Regions from separate parts of the Mus musculus genome. Here region 2 is linked to region 1. The links are chromatin contacts, called in public promoter capture Hi-C maps. All regions are on one chromosome and are shown on one strand. Each heading gives the region's core, a stretch centred on a gene start, on an enhancer-like site or on the middle of the called end of the contact. The rest is flanking DNA. Distances are from core to core; before and after follow the strand shown.

Region 1 (7,351 bases), core at 3,229-5,728:
CCCAGTAATTTTCCTGTTGGCATCTTGTTTTTCTAAGATCTTGAGGTATATTTCTGAGTTATTTGTTATTGTTCTGATTTCTGAATGTGGGCATTCATAGGTATGTACTTAACTCTTTAAACTGACTATGCTATATTCTATATGTTATGGTAAATTGAGTTTTCATTTTCATTTGCTTATATGAATTGATCCGTCCACCTTCTTTGAGGTCCCAGTAATAATTGAAAATGTGTCAGATCCTCTGAAACTGGAGTTACAGGTAGTAATACGCTGCCATGAAGGTGCTGGGAATTGAACCTGGGTCCTCTGGAAGAACAGCTAGTGTCTGTCCTTGACCACTTCTCCAGACTCCATAAAATTATTTTGTTGCTACTTCATAACTGTAATTTTGCAACTGTTAGGAATTATAATGTAAATATCTATGTTTTGCAGTGGTCTTTTGTTAAAACAGGTGGAGAACCTCTGTTTTAGAGACTTGGTTTTATGTAGTTCTGGTTTCCCTGAACTCCTTGTGTAGCTAAGGATGACTGAAAATTTCTGATCTTCATGCTTTCATCTCTTGAGGACTGGGGTTACAGATATGCACTGTTGTGTCCAGTTTTTACAGTGCTAGGGATTGAACTTGGGACTTTATTCATGTTAGGCAATCATTTTATCACCTGAGTTTCAGTCCCAGTTTCTTAGTGTTGATTATTATTGTTACTATTATTATTAAGCATTAAGACAATCTATATTACATTCGGGGTTTTTAAAAATAACTTATTATTTGTATTTTTGACAATGTCATTTGTGTATAAAGTATATTCTGATTATTGTAACTACACACTCTCTCCCTAAACTGCCTCCCATTCTTGTTATACCACCCGCGCGCACACACACACACACACACACACACACACACACACACACACCGCTTTAGAGAAACCTAGTAAGTTCATGGATTTAGACCTGTCATTGGAACCTGATGGGCTTCTCAGTATGTACACAACTGAAGATAAGAACTGCTTCCCACTCTCCGAAAGACCAAATAAGCAGCTGAAAAAGTCAGATGCAGATATCTGTACTCATTAGGGAAGGCTGAAAGAAGCTGAGGAGAAGGGTGATCCTATAGGAGGACCAGCAGTCTTAATTAATCTGGACCCCCCAAGATCTTTCAAACACTGGACCACCAAACAGACAGCATATACCAGCTGATATGAGGCCCCTAACACTCATACAGTAGAGGACTTCCAGGTCTGTGTTCATTCAGAGAAGATGACTCACCTAACCCTCAAGAGACTTGCAGCCCGAGGGAGTTTAGAGGTCAGAAGGGGTGGAGGGTAGGGGCATCCATGAGGAGATGGGGTGTGGTGGGGAGGAGGCATGGGATGTAGAGCAGTTAGAGGGTGGGAGGGGAGGGCCGTGGAATGGAATATGGAGTGTGAAAAATGAACTACAAATTAATTAAAATTATAAATTACAAATTAAATTTTTTAAAAAAAGTTAAAAAAAAAATCAAAAAACCTGCTTCCCTCCAATCCATAAGTAGCCAGTAGTTCAGCAGGGATGGGCAGAGCCCTGTAAGTCCCTCCCTTGTCTGTGATTGACTATTGATAAATTTAATCTTGTCAGTCAGGCCATGACTGTTGGCTGCACTCTGTACAAAAGGCAGCATTCTCCAGTCCTTTCCCTACTGTTAGGAACAAAACTCTTTCTTGCTCTCTGTGATGATCCCTAAGACTATAGGTAGAACAAAAGTCTTGTTGACTCAAGCCGTCACATTCTCAGTACCTTTGTTCATTGAACTGTTCTCTGCACTGCTCATGGCAAAGAGAAGCTTCTCTGACTAAGGCTGGGAAACTAGTAATATAAAATGCCTTCATATTTTCTAATGAATATACTAATGTTCTAGGCCCCGCTTGCCATCACTGGTCACAACAGCAAGTCTCCTTTCTAACCTGCACCACTTTACTCATTCTCTTCCTCCCAGGAGAGAGCAGTAATTTGCTGGGTCCCTCAGTTATTCAAAGGAACAAATGCATTAATTTCCTAACCCATTAGTAACAGTGGATAGCACTCACACTTTTCCCAGTTACTACCACCTATGCTTAGTAGTAGAAATTAATTCTTTGTCCTTGCATATACTTTGTGAGATATGTTTGAGGTATTTCTGTAGTCCACATTTTTAGCTAGTTAAAAGGATAAAATACCTGCTTAGGCTTTGTTGTTGTTGTTCAGTGGGTCTCACCCTGTATTCCAGGCTGCCTATAACCATGAAGTTCATACTAGTCTTGAATTTGTGATTTTCCTGCCTAAGCCTTCTGAGAGTTGAGGTTGCAGGCATGTGCCACCAAACCTGGTCAAAATATGTTTTAATTGATCTTTCTTGACTTATAAATATTTCTTATCAATGTACTATTTTATTTTTCAATGAATGGCCTACTTTATCTTTCTTGTTTATTTGAGGTTATTCCTTCTTAGATATGTTTTTCTCTATTATAGTGATGAACCACTTGCAAGCTGCCACACACAGTCTAATCTGGTGTGTATGTGTGTATAGGCTAAAAGTCAGCATCGAATGTCTTCTTTTGTCACTGTTGTTTTTTGAAACAGGTCTCTCACCTAACCACTGGCTTAGCACTGGGTAGACAGGGAGCAGTGAGCACCTGGAGTTCTCCCGTCTCTGCCCCACCTCCATGGGCGTGGTTAGCTTACATGTATAACTTGGGTCTTAATGTTTGCACAGCAATCACATTAGCCACTGGGTTTTCACCACCCATTACCTTGATTTAATGAGCCATTTACTAGATAGGGGAACTTAGGAAGCCTCTTTAATGAGCAGTTATTACTAGATTATGGGAGGTAGTCTTGACATGGCCATTTCTTGCTTTAAGCTGGAAGTTCTTTAGTAACCCGTGTATAGCCCCCAACACGTCATACCATGTTCACTGTGGACTGAGCAGTCTATAAAGATACACAACAGATTAAATAAAGGCCTGACCCTTGCCTTCAGAGTACTAAAAATCTGATGTCTTAAACTAGTGAATAATTGAATAATAAAAAGAGAAACTGTATAATTAGAAAAACCTAGTAGGAGATGTCTCTGAATTCTTCTCCTAAACATCCTACTTCCAGCTTCTCACTGACATCTGCAGTGAACGCTTATTTATTCCTCCTTACTTTAAAAATGAAATCTCATCAGCATTTTGGAGATACAGTAGTGTATCTTTTAAAATTTTCATGTATTGATTTTTTTATGTGTTTGAGTGTTTTCCCTGCATATATATCTGTGTACCATATTTGTGCAGTGCCCTTGGAGACTTGGAAAGGGTACCTGACCCCCTGGAACTGGGAGCTGAACCCAGTCTTCTAACAAGAGCAAGAAGTACTCTCTTTACTGCTGAACCATCTCTCTAGCTTTATTCCATCTTTCTTTGAGATGGTTTATTGCTGTGGTACAAAGTCATATATATTAACTCAACTTTAATTTTTAACTTGAATGCTAATTAATTTTTTTTTTAACTATTTCAGGTAAGACCATGAATTATGGAATTTCCTAAATGAAGCATTCAGGAATGGAATGAGAGAATGTCACATAGAAAATAAATGATTTTTAAGTTATGTCTATTAATTTGACTCTAGATATATATATTTACTTCCTTAATAATGCAAGAAGTCTTTGTGGGAAACAGAGAAGCAAACAATTGCATTTTGTGTGTTCTAAACAGTATTGGCGCATGAACCATGTCAATGTGCACAGAGAGTTTCACACAAGTAAGAAAAGCTGTAAATGGAATAGAAGTGAAGCACATTGCAGCAAACACTGGCACTCTCCAAGCAACCATGGCTTACACTTTGGAATTGTGAGACTTAGCACTTCTGCTCCCAAGGGACTTACAAAAGTGAGCATTCATATGTCCCGTATTAAAAGTACTTTGAATTCAGTTTCAAAGGCTATTTTTGGCAGTCAAAATGAAATGGTTACACGGTTAGCTCAATTTAAGCCAAGTTCTCGAATATTAAGAAAAGTATCAGATAAGGGATGGTTAAAACAAAAAAATGTTAAGCAAGCCGTCGAGTCTCTGAAAAACTATAGTGATAAATCAGCAGGAAAGAATTCTTTAGCAGAACAGAAAAGTTACTTTGCAGATAAAGAAGAAGATTCAGGTAAACACAGCCTTTTCCATTACACATACGGTATAACCACCAGATTTGGAGAGTCATTCTCCGTTTTAGCAAATCATATTAATTCCTATTTCAAAAGCAAGGGAAAAATGTCTCAAACAAAGGAAGATAAACAGCTTCAGGACAAGCCAGACCTTGAAGAAAGGAAATCCAGTTCTCCAGGCCCTGACACCGTGGCAGACAGGCCAGACTCGGAATCTCCCCTAGAAGTTAAAGACAAACTTTCCAGCCCGACCCAGATGCCTGAGGCTCACCCAGTGTCTGCAAAACAAAGTATTGCTAACTTCCTTTCTCGTCCCACTGAAGGCGTACAAGCCTTAGTCGGTGGTTACATTGGTGGACTTGTACCCAAATTAAAGTCTGATCCCAAGAGTCCGCCCGAAGAACAGGAAGTGTCTGCTAAAACAGAGCAGGCTGTTAACAAAGACAAGAAGGCAGAGGAGAAAAAGCGTGTGCTACTTCAGCAAGAAAAGGCAAGTTGTCTTTCAGTGTGGGCTTAAGAAATGTTAACCATTTGTAGAGTAACTCCATCTTCTAATCATGTTTCATATCCCCTTACAGATTATTGCAAGAGTGAGTATTGATAACAGAACTCGAGCCTTAGTTCAGGCCTTAAGAAGAACAGCCGACCCAAAGCTCTGTATTACTAGGGTTGAAGAACTGACTTTTCATCTTCTAGAATTTCCTGAAGGAAAAGGAGTGGCTATCAAGGTAATTTCTAACTTATTTAATATTTGTCTTGAAAAAAAATTTAAATAAGCCTATTAAAGTGGGGAATGCAAAGCCTTTTTTATTTAAAATTTTTTGTTCTTTTAAATCATACAATATATATTCAGGAATTGTCTTATTTTATCATACACATTAGGCTAATGAGTTCCTTTTGTGCTGTGACATAAATTCTGCTATGAGCATGAATATTTATACTTTGAAGTGGAGCATACGTTTATGTCAGTTCCATTGCCTCAGAATCGTCAAATTCTTAATTGCAGTGCAGCTGTTTTACTGTGTAATTATTTTTCAAGATAGGAAATAGCCAGATGTGGTCAAACACCTTTAATCCCAGTATTTGGATCATAAATGTGAGACCAGCCTAGGCTATTTATTAAGATTCTGTCTAAAAGCAAAAGACGGAAACATAATGTGGAAAGCCATTGCTTTTGCACTTTGCCGGCCCCGCCAGGGTCTCTCCCGGGCTGAGCCCATGGCCTAAAAGAAACACACCAAGCCAGGAGTCTTGTTGAAGCAGGAACTCAGCTTTACGGCATCAGCCCCTCACTTATATAAGTTCGGAACATAGGGAGGGGGATTGTTGGTGGGGTAAGATGTCGTAGGAAGTGGAGAAGGGTGACCGAGGGTATGGAGTGACAGGGCCAAAGGCAGAGTTCTACATCAGCAGTGGCGGGGTAGAGGCAGGGCAGAGGCAGGGCCAAACTAGTCTTACTGAGTCACCCAGCTAGTAAGGGAATGAGACAGGTCTCAAAATTCAAGTCAGGCTTAGGTGTTCCCACAAGACCGCAGAAACTCAAGCCAGGCTTGGGTTTGTCCTCAAGGCCCAAACCAGGGCCAAAATGGGGCCCAACATTTCACGTTATCCCCTAATTTGGAAATACCATAATGATATTGTTACTGTTTACTAAAACCCAGTTAGTGCTTTTTTTTAACCTACCACTCAGAAAATTGTTAATTCATACTTTCTCTACCATTTGATATCTGTCTTGTTGAAAAGTATTTCTTTGAAATGTACCCTTCAGTAGTTTTATATTGTATAACACATACATTCAGAGTTTATATATTTCATATTCCTAAAATTTAAGATTTATCTTTCATATATATTGATATATTTTTGGAGATATGTTTTTGAAATACAGGTGTGCTTTTAAAGATAATGTTCATGTCAGGGATACCTAGAAAGGAGAGATCTAAAATATAATTACTGTTTTAGTCTCCGAGTTGCTGTAACAGAACACCTCACACTGGATAGGTTGTACCCAACAGCAGTCTGTTCCTCGTAATGTGCATATTGCGAAGCACAGGGAAAGTGCTGGCACGCCTGGTGGCTGGTGAAGGTTTGATGGGTGTATGCTGCAGCTTGTAAGTAACTCAGGCACACGCAGAAGAAACAGCACAGCAGCTCATTTCAGCTAAACTTTCAAGGTCTCTAAACTCATATGTGAGGCAGAGGTATTATATCCTAAACACTACCCAAAAGACCTTACTTTTTAATACTGTACTAGGAACTAAGTTCCAACATAAACTACAAGAGGTCTAGCATTCAGACATAGCATATGATATAAAGAATGATTTAACAGCATCTTATGCAAGAATAACATAGGTACTTTTGTGTCAATGGAAGTTCACAGACTTGGCACAGAAGCAAAGAGAACATCACCAGTGCCCTAGAAGTCTTTCTTCTACCTCTCAGTCTTAGTCTGCAAAAAAAAGGATAATTTGAGCTCCACGTGTGATTGCTTTCTTTCCATCAGCACATTGATAGGATTTACTCAGTGTGGCAGGTAGTTGTAAATGATTTGTTCTCCTTTTATTTAGTATGGTGGGTCAAAATTGGTTGTTTGTGTTGTACTGTTAATAGATCTGGGTAGTTTTCAGCTTTAGTATGTTAGGAATAGTCATGATAGTTGAATTATTAAGGAGTCTCTTATATTTGAGAACTGATTCCAAATCCAAGAAATATTGAGTACCAAGAAGAAAATTCTATTTAGATTAGTCAGAAATGAAAATCTAGGTAATTGGAAAAAGTTCTCACCTTTCCTCTAAATAATAATCTAAAACCAAGAACTGAAGAAATTGTTTGCATCATGTTTTGCTCAACTGTGATCTTTCCCAACTAAACTTTTCCTGTTGCCAACTTCTCCTATTGTTTTAAGCAGCTTTTCACTTTCTTCTTTATATTCTTCAGTTAGGTACATTATGTAAGTTTACCTAAGCCTTAAATTTACTCTGTAGTTCATGCTGGCCTGATCATTGTCATCCTCCTGCCTCTCTGCCTTTCAAGTGCTAGATTTGTAGATACATACCACTTTGTAGGGGGTTAACCAGCTTTTTCACTGGTTGACAAAGTCCCTTTGTATTAAGTTATGGTATAAGTTTTCTAGGAGAATGTGTGTGTACCATGTCTTACCTACCAGTCCTTATCTTTTTTATCTTTTTTTTTTTAAAGAACAACTAC
Region 2 (7,351 bases), core at 3,242-5,741, 170 kb after region 1:
TAAATTGACTCCCTTTTACTACTGTAACTGTTTTATTATGTGCACAGTGGCCTTTGCCTTTGGTTTTCACCGATGTCATTCATTTTTTCTGAAGGTCCCCTCTAAGATACATCAAATTTTTCTTGACCTTTTGACTTAGGATTAGTTTTATTTAATACGATAAGTTGATTGCATTTTGGAAAAGCAAATTAGGTTGTTACGTGGTTATTGGTAAAACGGTCCACAGCGATGATGAATTGCCCTATTCTGCTGACCTAAATGTGTTTCCAAGTGATGCAAGCCATGGGTGCAGTTGTCACCACAAGAGTGATGAATGGAACAAAAATTCACTTCCTAGGAATGTTTGGCATACTTATTGGCATGGTTGCACAATTACTATGACTATTTTTATGGTCCTTGCTTGGAGTTTGAAATTGCTGTAAGAGGCTTGAGATGAGGCTTGCTGGTAATACACAAATAGTAGGATGAAAGCATTTCCCTCTACTACCTTAGAACCACCTATGCAAGATTGGATATGTACTCTTACTAGAGCATCTTGCCTTGCCTAAATTATATTTAAACAACAATTGACATGGTATCAAAACTACCTTATACTGTTCTTTTTCCCTTCCTTCCTTCTCTCTGTCTCTCTCTGTCTCTCTCTCTCTTTCTTACTCCAGATTTTATTCCTTTCTTGGTCCACCCTCCGACTGTTCCACATCCCATACCTCCTCCCTGCCCCCCTTATTCCTTTCTTATCACGCCTAAAATCTCTATTCAAAGCTATTTCCTCCCCTAGACCATAGTGCCACATTTTCACACCTTTGTGAAATATTGTGAGCAAAGGCCTCTTGTCAGGAAAGCTATGGAAGACTTTGTGATAGGAACCATGAAGACTCAACCCTAGTCCACAGAGGTAGCATGGGGAACCTCAGAGGCTTTAAACCCTAGCTGTGTTAAAAGTGTAAGTGCCTGGATGTGTAAGTGCCATAGGGAGCTCCCACTCAAGGCTGTATCCTTCTTGCTGGCAACCACAGAATAGGTACTTATGAAGCCTTCCTGAAGCTTTTGACTTAGTTTACCCTTTTCTCTTGACTGCCTCTAATTCTGTCTTGGTTTTGCAACTTTCTGACAACTCCTACCTCAACCTCCCAAATACTGGGATTATAGGCCTGCTCTGAATTGATGTGTAACTTGTTATATGGACAGAGTCCCCCCCCAGAGTATCATCCCATTGGCTGTTGAGTAGCACATCTCAAAAAGACAAAACAAAACAAAAACATCACCACAACAAAACAACGAAAACAACAACAACAACAACAAAACCCTTACTTTCATCTACACATCTTTCATTGCTTAACTCCGCAGTTTTTAGGTACAGCCTGAAGGTGTCTGAGGTACCACCTCGCCATCCTCTTCGTTATTCCTGGGGTTTCACTGCTCTGTTGGTAGACTCTCCACACTTTGCCCTTGCTACTTACTTTGTGACTAATGCCCTTCCAAGCAGAATGCTTTTCTCATTTATCTTTAAGGTTCTAGTCAGTGGTCTTCCAGGGGAAAGTCATCTTGTAGAATGAAATATACCTTTGTCTGAAAGATCACAATATTCTCTAATACTGTGTTTTGTAGAGGCTTCTGATATTTCCATCTGTGGCCCCAATCAGCAAGTGAATTGAAATTTCTAGTAGGAGTGTCTGATTTATGGTTTATTTATTTATTTATTTATTTAATATTAGATGTATAGGCATTGCAATATACATGTTTCTCAAGTGTATCTATTGAGCTGTTAACTGAAGACAGAGCTTCAAATTTTTTATAGACTCTCTCCAACATAACATTAGAAGTTCTTTTTCTTTTTCTATATAGTTATCATATATTAAGGGAAGAAAATGTTTATTACTTTCAAACTGTGTTTTATTCCAAGAAACACTGACTTTCAGAATACTAAGGTTTTGCCCTGATAAGATAATAATCCATTAAATGCAAAGAAAGTCAAAATACCTTTACGTGTGAGGTAAAGAATTTCTTTAAATTTAAGACATAAAATTTCATCAGCCATGGATAAATCGAAGCAGTTGAACTCACTGCAATGCTCTTTTTACTTCATTTCTGGGGTAATTTTGAGATTGATGATGTCCTAACATTTGACTGCAGCCCAGGGTGGCTGAATTGATACTTGTTTCTCTTCTCTGAAAGATGTTTTCAGTGGTCGATAGTGCGAGTTCTGTTTTCAAAAATACCAAGTCCAAAAAGATACAAATGCTCCCTTAGGAATCCTTGGGTGGCATTGAATTGCTTGTCTGAAGGCTGAGATGTGATGTGCTCAGTGTGATTGCTCTGTTTCTCATCCAGGGCGTCCTTTCCTGGCTAACTCTTCTTTGGTATATTTGCTTAGGAAATGCTGAGGTGTACAGAAGAGAGGAGTTGTGGATCAGAGAGTCAGGGGCTGCCTGAGATAGAGCTTTTGCATTGCTATAGGTGTGATTTTTTTCCCCTCAAGTTTTAGCTGTTTTCCTCAGCTCATGATGATCCTCACTGAGAGGTAGAACATACAAATATAGGCAAAAGACTTCCTATGTTCCTAAATAGAAAACCTAACTACCAATCAAAAGCACACAGCCAGAAAGTATTTTATCCACACTGTCTGTCTGTCTGTCTGTCTACATATCTGCATAACTGTCTGTATTTCTTCATCTGTCTAAACAATCCTCTATCTCCAAATTGGATTCAGACTGACTCTTCAGGTTAGAATCCATTAATATGATGTATAGTCATCCTAGTCACCTCCCTGGTGTCACTTTTGATAGAAACCAACAGAGAGATGTTTTGGCAAATGTATTCATAATTTGTCTTCCTCGCAGGGCTCTCTCTGTGATTGTGTGTCCCATCAGGGACTCTGTTAACTTATTGGCAATCTACTTTGATTGATGGGAACTGATGTCTTATTAACATTCTCCCACCCCCAACTTTTCTATCCACAGAGCAATGCTAAGAAAACCTTTGGCTTAAGGAATTAAAACGAAATACCACTTCTTCAAGTAAGAAGACCTACTTCAAAGGTAGGATGTGCATTTTTTTATAATATTTAAGATTATAAAGTGAATTATACCATAAAATATGTGATTGTGTAATATTAGCATCATGTCTGATACTTTTCATCAGAGAGCATGACAAAAGACAGGAAGGGAGAATACAAATGTAGAGACATTTATCATTTCACTTGTCAAAGAGAATAGATCAAATACACAGAGAAGGACCTAGCCTTGCTCTCTCGTCATTGTGTGGAAGTAATGTTTGTGCTTTTTTTCAAGCATTTCTCTTTAATCACAGAAAATAGCACTGCTCATAAAAAAATTCCTGAAGTAACTGAAGGTTAAAAAGCATTCCTATTACATGTGAACAAATATCAGAAAACTGAAAATATGGCATCCTGTTTTTCTTGTATCTCAAAATAAGGGAAAGGTCAGTTCTGAGAGTTTAAGTGTATGCCTTCTGTCTGGCAAGGCCTTTCCTAGCCCCTGTTTCCCACTCTTTGAACCTCACATCCCACTCCATTTGTGTCAAATAGGATTACCAACTCCAGAGCAGACCATGCTTGGCCTGGGTGGCCTTCTGAAAGGCCACCGATTGTAGTCTATTTCACTTGGTGAAAAATATCTTAAGTGGAAATCAGGAACATAGTTCAGAGAACTAGATCTCAACCAACAAGAGCTCTCTTAAAGAATTATAAGGCCCCTATTGTTCAGATGTCTGCTTCTGTACTTCATAGGTTTAATTAAACAAATGAATTCTCATGGAGTTTAATTAAGAAGATTGCATGCAAGATTTTGAGGTAGCAAAATCCTTCCAGCATGTTTTGCTCATTGTTCTTGAGAAGAGTTGATCTATTGAGATGTCATTTTGTAGTTAAGAGGAAATGATTCATGCCTCCAGCTGAATTTGTTATCATTGTGTTGTCTGGAAACTGATTTCATGTGATGGATTCTTGTAGTATTCTAAAATACCATCAGAGACCCCCATAATCAGTGATGTAGAAATTAATATTGCCTGTGATAATATCTAGCCTTCTGTAAATAGTCTGTAGCATGTTTGTTAGGAGACGCAGAGAGAGGTCAAAGGCTAGTGATTATTTTTAGGTTGTTGTTCCTAGAGAATGAGGATTGTACCAGAAGGCAAGGTGTGTCAAGCGATCCTGAGGGTCACTCGAGGTTGTACTGGAAGGATGCAGTGATTTGACATAACCTGAGTGCTTTCCCAATCACTGAGATATTGTGCCATAGCTCTAAGGGGATTTTCTTGGCAGGATATGATATTTTCTCTTTCTTGTTGTTTAAAAAGATAGTCGGTTTTAAGAATTTCTTGTCTTCCAGAGAAGGAAGCAAAAAGGCTGAATTTCACCTTTCCAAATACATACTTGCTGATCTGTTTGGCTAGCCTTTTAAGTGACTAATGAGAACTTTCTCTTGGCAGGCTGCTAGAGCTGATGAAATATCTCATTTTTGTCTTTGTGAATGGACTCATCTGGCCAAAAACCGAACACAGAGAATCTTCCCAATTTTTGTCCCTTGTCTCACAAAGACATGCTGAAACTTCCCGAAATTCTAAAGCATGCTTGTGTTCAGAATGTCCCCAGGCTATTCAGCCATTGCCTCTGACATTAGACTAAGAAAGTTGTGGGGGGAGAGGAGGGCGGACATTACAGCAACTTAGCTTTCAGTTGAGATTCCCACAACTCAACTTGTTAATGTGTTGTAGTGTCTGAAAGATGTGAGATGCCAGAATTGTGGACTGTTTGGGAAGCCAATATCCCTCCCAGATCTTTCCTGTCTCTTCGTGTCTCATGTTGAATATATTCAGACTTATCATTTACCCTAATGTGTAAGTGTTCTCTTATTTGAAAGAAAGGCTCAAATGGGGGAATTTCTTTAATCCACCATTTAATGTGAAGAGCAAGAACTTCCCTGCAATCACACCCTTAACCTAGTTTCCACTATGGCTATGTTACTGCATGGGAGGTCATCCACGCATCTTAAAGACTGGTCACACTTGGCAGACTGTGAAAAAGGAAAACTCTAGCAGTCTAAAAGGCGATTGGAATTGTTTAATTGTTGATGACTGGAAAGTTGTTTCTTCATTTGGGCTTGTGAGATTCAGTTGTTTGTTCATCATAGGAGAATGGTGCTCATATTCTCAATGGGTAGTAAACTGAAAGGGAGATCTGATTTCATACTTCAGTTGATTTGTAAATGCAGACGACTATTTTAATGGAAAACCTGAATAGGAACATAAGTTTAATATTACCCAACAATGAAGGAATCTTTCTAAAGTTGAGAAGTTTATCCCATGTTATTAGATACAAATCAAAGTCAGGAAGCAAAAACTGCCCACAAAAAGAAATATGGTCTCACAAAACTGGAGGTGGAAAGCTCGTGGATAATTCAGTAATTCTGAGAATCCTAGAATTTATAAAAACAAAAACAGAGGTCTAAGTATCTTTATTATTTTGTACCAGTTGAATTTACCTGATATTTAGTAACAGAGAAAACCACTCCACCCTTTCCTTGTGGTTACTAATTCTCTCTTAACCAGATGTATTGAGAGGGCAAGATCCAGATTTCAACTAAGTGACAGCATCCCTGAGGTATTGCATGTGAGTTCTGCCTCTATGGTGGTCACAACGAGCATCTCCCAGATGAGCTGCTCTCCACACAGGAAGTCTTCCTTGAAAGCCCGATGATTGCAATGAGTAATATTCTTCCATTCTGAGAATTCCCCAGCTTTTCTTGTCCATTTTTCAGTAAATGAATACATATTATATATGCATATATATTAATGTTTATTATTTATTTGAGAATGTCAACAATGTATTTTGATCATAATCACCTCTCATTCCTCCTTTTCACTCCTCTAAGATTAATCTTCACTTTCCCACCTACTCCTAACTGTGTCCTCTTTTAAAACAGTAACCCACAGTCTTATTTGTGATGATGATATACTCTTGGGGCATCCACTGGAGCATAGTTGACCTATTAGATGCTATACCTTTAATAAAAACTGAGTCTTCCTCCTTTAGAACCCGTGGCCTATCAATGGCATCTCAGCTAGGATGGTGCTCATGAGTCCATTCCTCAGTCCATGCTGGAATAGTGACTGGCTTGATCCTGTGGCTGGCAACAACTCTTACTAAGTTCATAAGTGCAACTGTCTTTTGCTCTATTCTTCCCTGACCTCTGGCTCTTATGATTTTTCTCATCTTCTGCCATGGTCTCTTAAGTTGTGGGGGAAGGATGATGATGATGATGATGATGATGATGTGTGTGTGTGTGTGTGTGTGTGTGTGTGTGTAGCATTCCACTGACACTTCTTTTCTACTCTTTGACCAATTGTGAGTTTCTGAGTTAACCACTGTCCACTACACTGAGAAACTTCTCCTAGTGCAGTGAAAGCTGCACTACTCTGTCGATATAGAGATATAAATTTAAAGGGTCGTTTGACACTGTGTTCATTTAGCAAAATGATAGTAATAGGTTCACCTCCAGGATGTATAAGCTCTCCATCATCATCATCACCATCATCTTTTGTCACCCAATTTACGGTTTCAGGCATGCATTTCCTCCTGTGAGTTAGCCCTTACATACCATTAGAAAGCTATTGGTCACTCCTATAAGATTTATGTTACTATTGTACCAGTGACCATATGTTGCTGCACAGGTGTACTTTACTTCATAGACTTTAAAGCTGGTAAAAATGATGATTTTTCTTCCTATAAGCTTACATAGTACCTTTCAATATTAGGAAAGCTAGCCAGAGGGGAGGAAGGTTCTTGATCAGTTCCACTGATTTTTTTTTTTTTTTTTCATGTCCTGGGACCCAAGGGTATGCTGTCCTCAGCAATAGAGTCAACTATTAAGTTCTGGTGGGGAACCAAGAGCAAATGCCAACAGTTTACGTTATTTTGCAAGGTCTCTGGGATAATGCTGACCAACAGCTAGAGGGGTGGTATATCACACCTGGCACTGGGATTTCTCCACGACAACCTACAGCTTCTAGGAGGAATATTATCACCTGTGTAGGGGAATTCCAATTAAACTTTGAAAAATTGGCTTATTTTATGTCTATGAGTGTTTTTTCCTGAACACAGACAGACAGACAGACAGACAGACAGACAGACACACACACACAGAGTTATATATGGGGTAATAGGATTTAATAAGGGCTCAGTTTACAGCAAAAGAATTCCCAACCCTATGGGAATAACTTAGAAATGGAATTGTCCTGGCCCCTTGCTGGGCCCATGAATCTCTGCCCAGGGAAGAGTGAGTTTCCAATGGAGACACAGGCCTGTTTACACATCTTTCTTATCATTCCAGTG

What was found. Capture Hi-C pulls out chosen DNA fragments and counts their contacts.
Region 2: a promoter capture Hi-C map of adipose tissue shows a contact between it and region 1. The contact joins two enhancer-like sites. A contact is called at or near these places in 1 of 15 datasets of contacts at CTCF or cohesin (pro-B cells), 19 of 484 Hi-C or Micro-C datasets (the C2C12 cell line, DN3 thymocytes, LSK cells and 14 more), 3 of 115 datasets of contacts at active chromatin or transcription factors (embryonic stem cells and epiblast stem cells) and 3 of 9 other capture datasets (adipose tissue, liver and pancreatic islet).

Annotation. Positions count from the first base shown.
Region 1 is chr12:44,279,068-44,286,418 of GRCm38.p6, forward strand. Pnpla8 (patatin-like phospholipase domain containing 8) reads left to right here. Exons shown (of 10, transcript NM_026164.2): 2 at 3,511-4,637; 3 at 4,726-4,875. The coding sequence starts at 3,600. Among named protein-coding and RNA genes, the nearest start is that of Pnpla8, 14 kb to the left of the region's middle. Within about 2 kb of position 4,479, at least 37 of the 459 cell types and tissues checked have an H3K27ac peak or open chromatin away from gene starts, as enhancers often do. A contact at or near this core is called in adipose tissue, where this site is marked.
Region 2 is chr12:44,453,665-44,461,015 of GRCm38.p6, forward strand. It overlaps Nrcam (neuronal cell adhesion molecule), which reads left to right. Exons shown (of 31, transcript NM_176930.4): 3 at 2,961-3,038. Among named protein-coding and RNA genes, the nearest start is that of Nrcam, 130 kb to the left of the region's middle. Within about 2 kb of position 4,492, at least 10 of the 459 cell types and tissues checked have an H3K27ac peak or open chromatin away from gene starts, as enhancers often do. A contact at or near this core is called in adipose tissue, where this site is marked.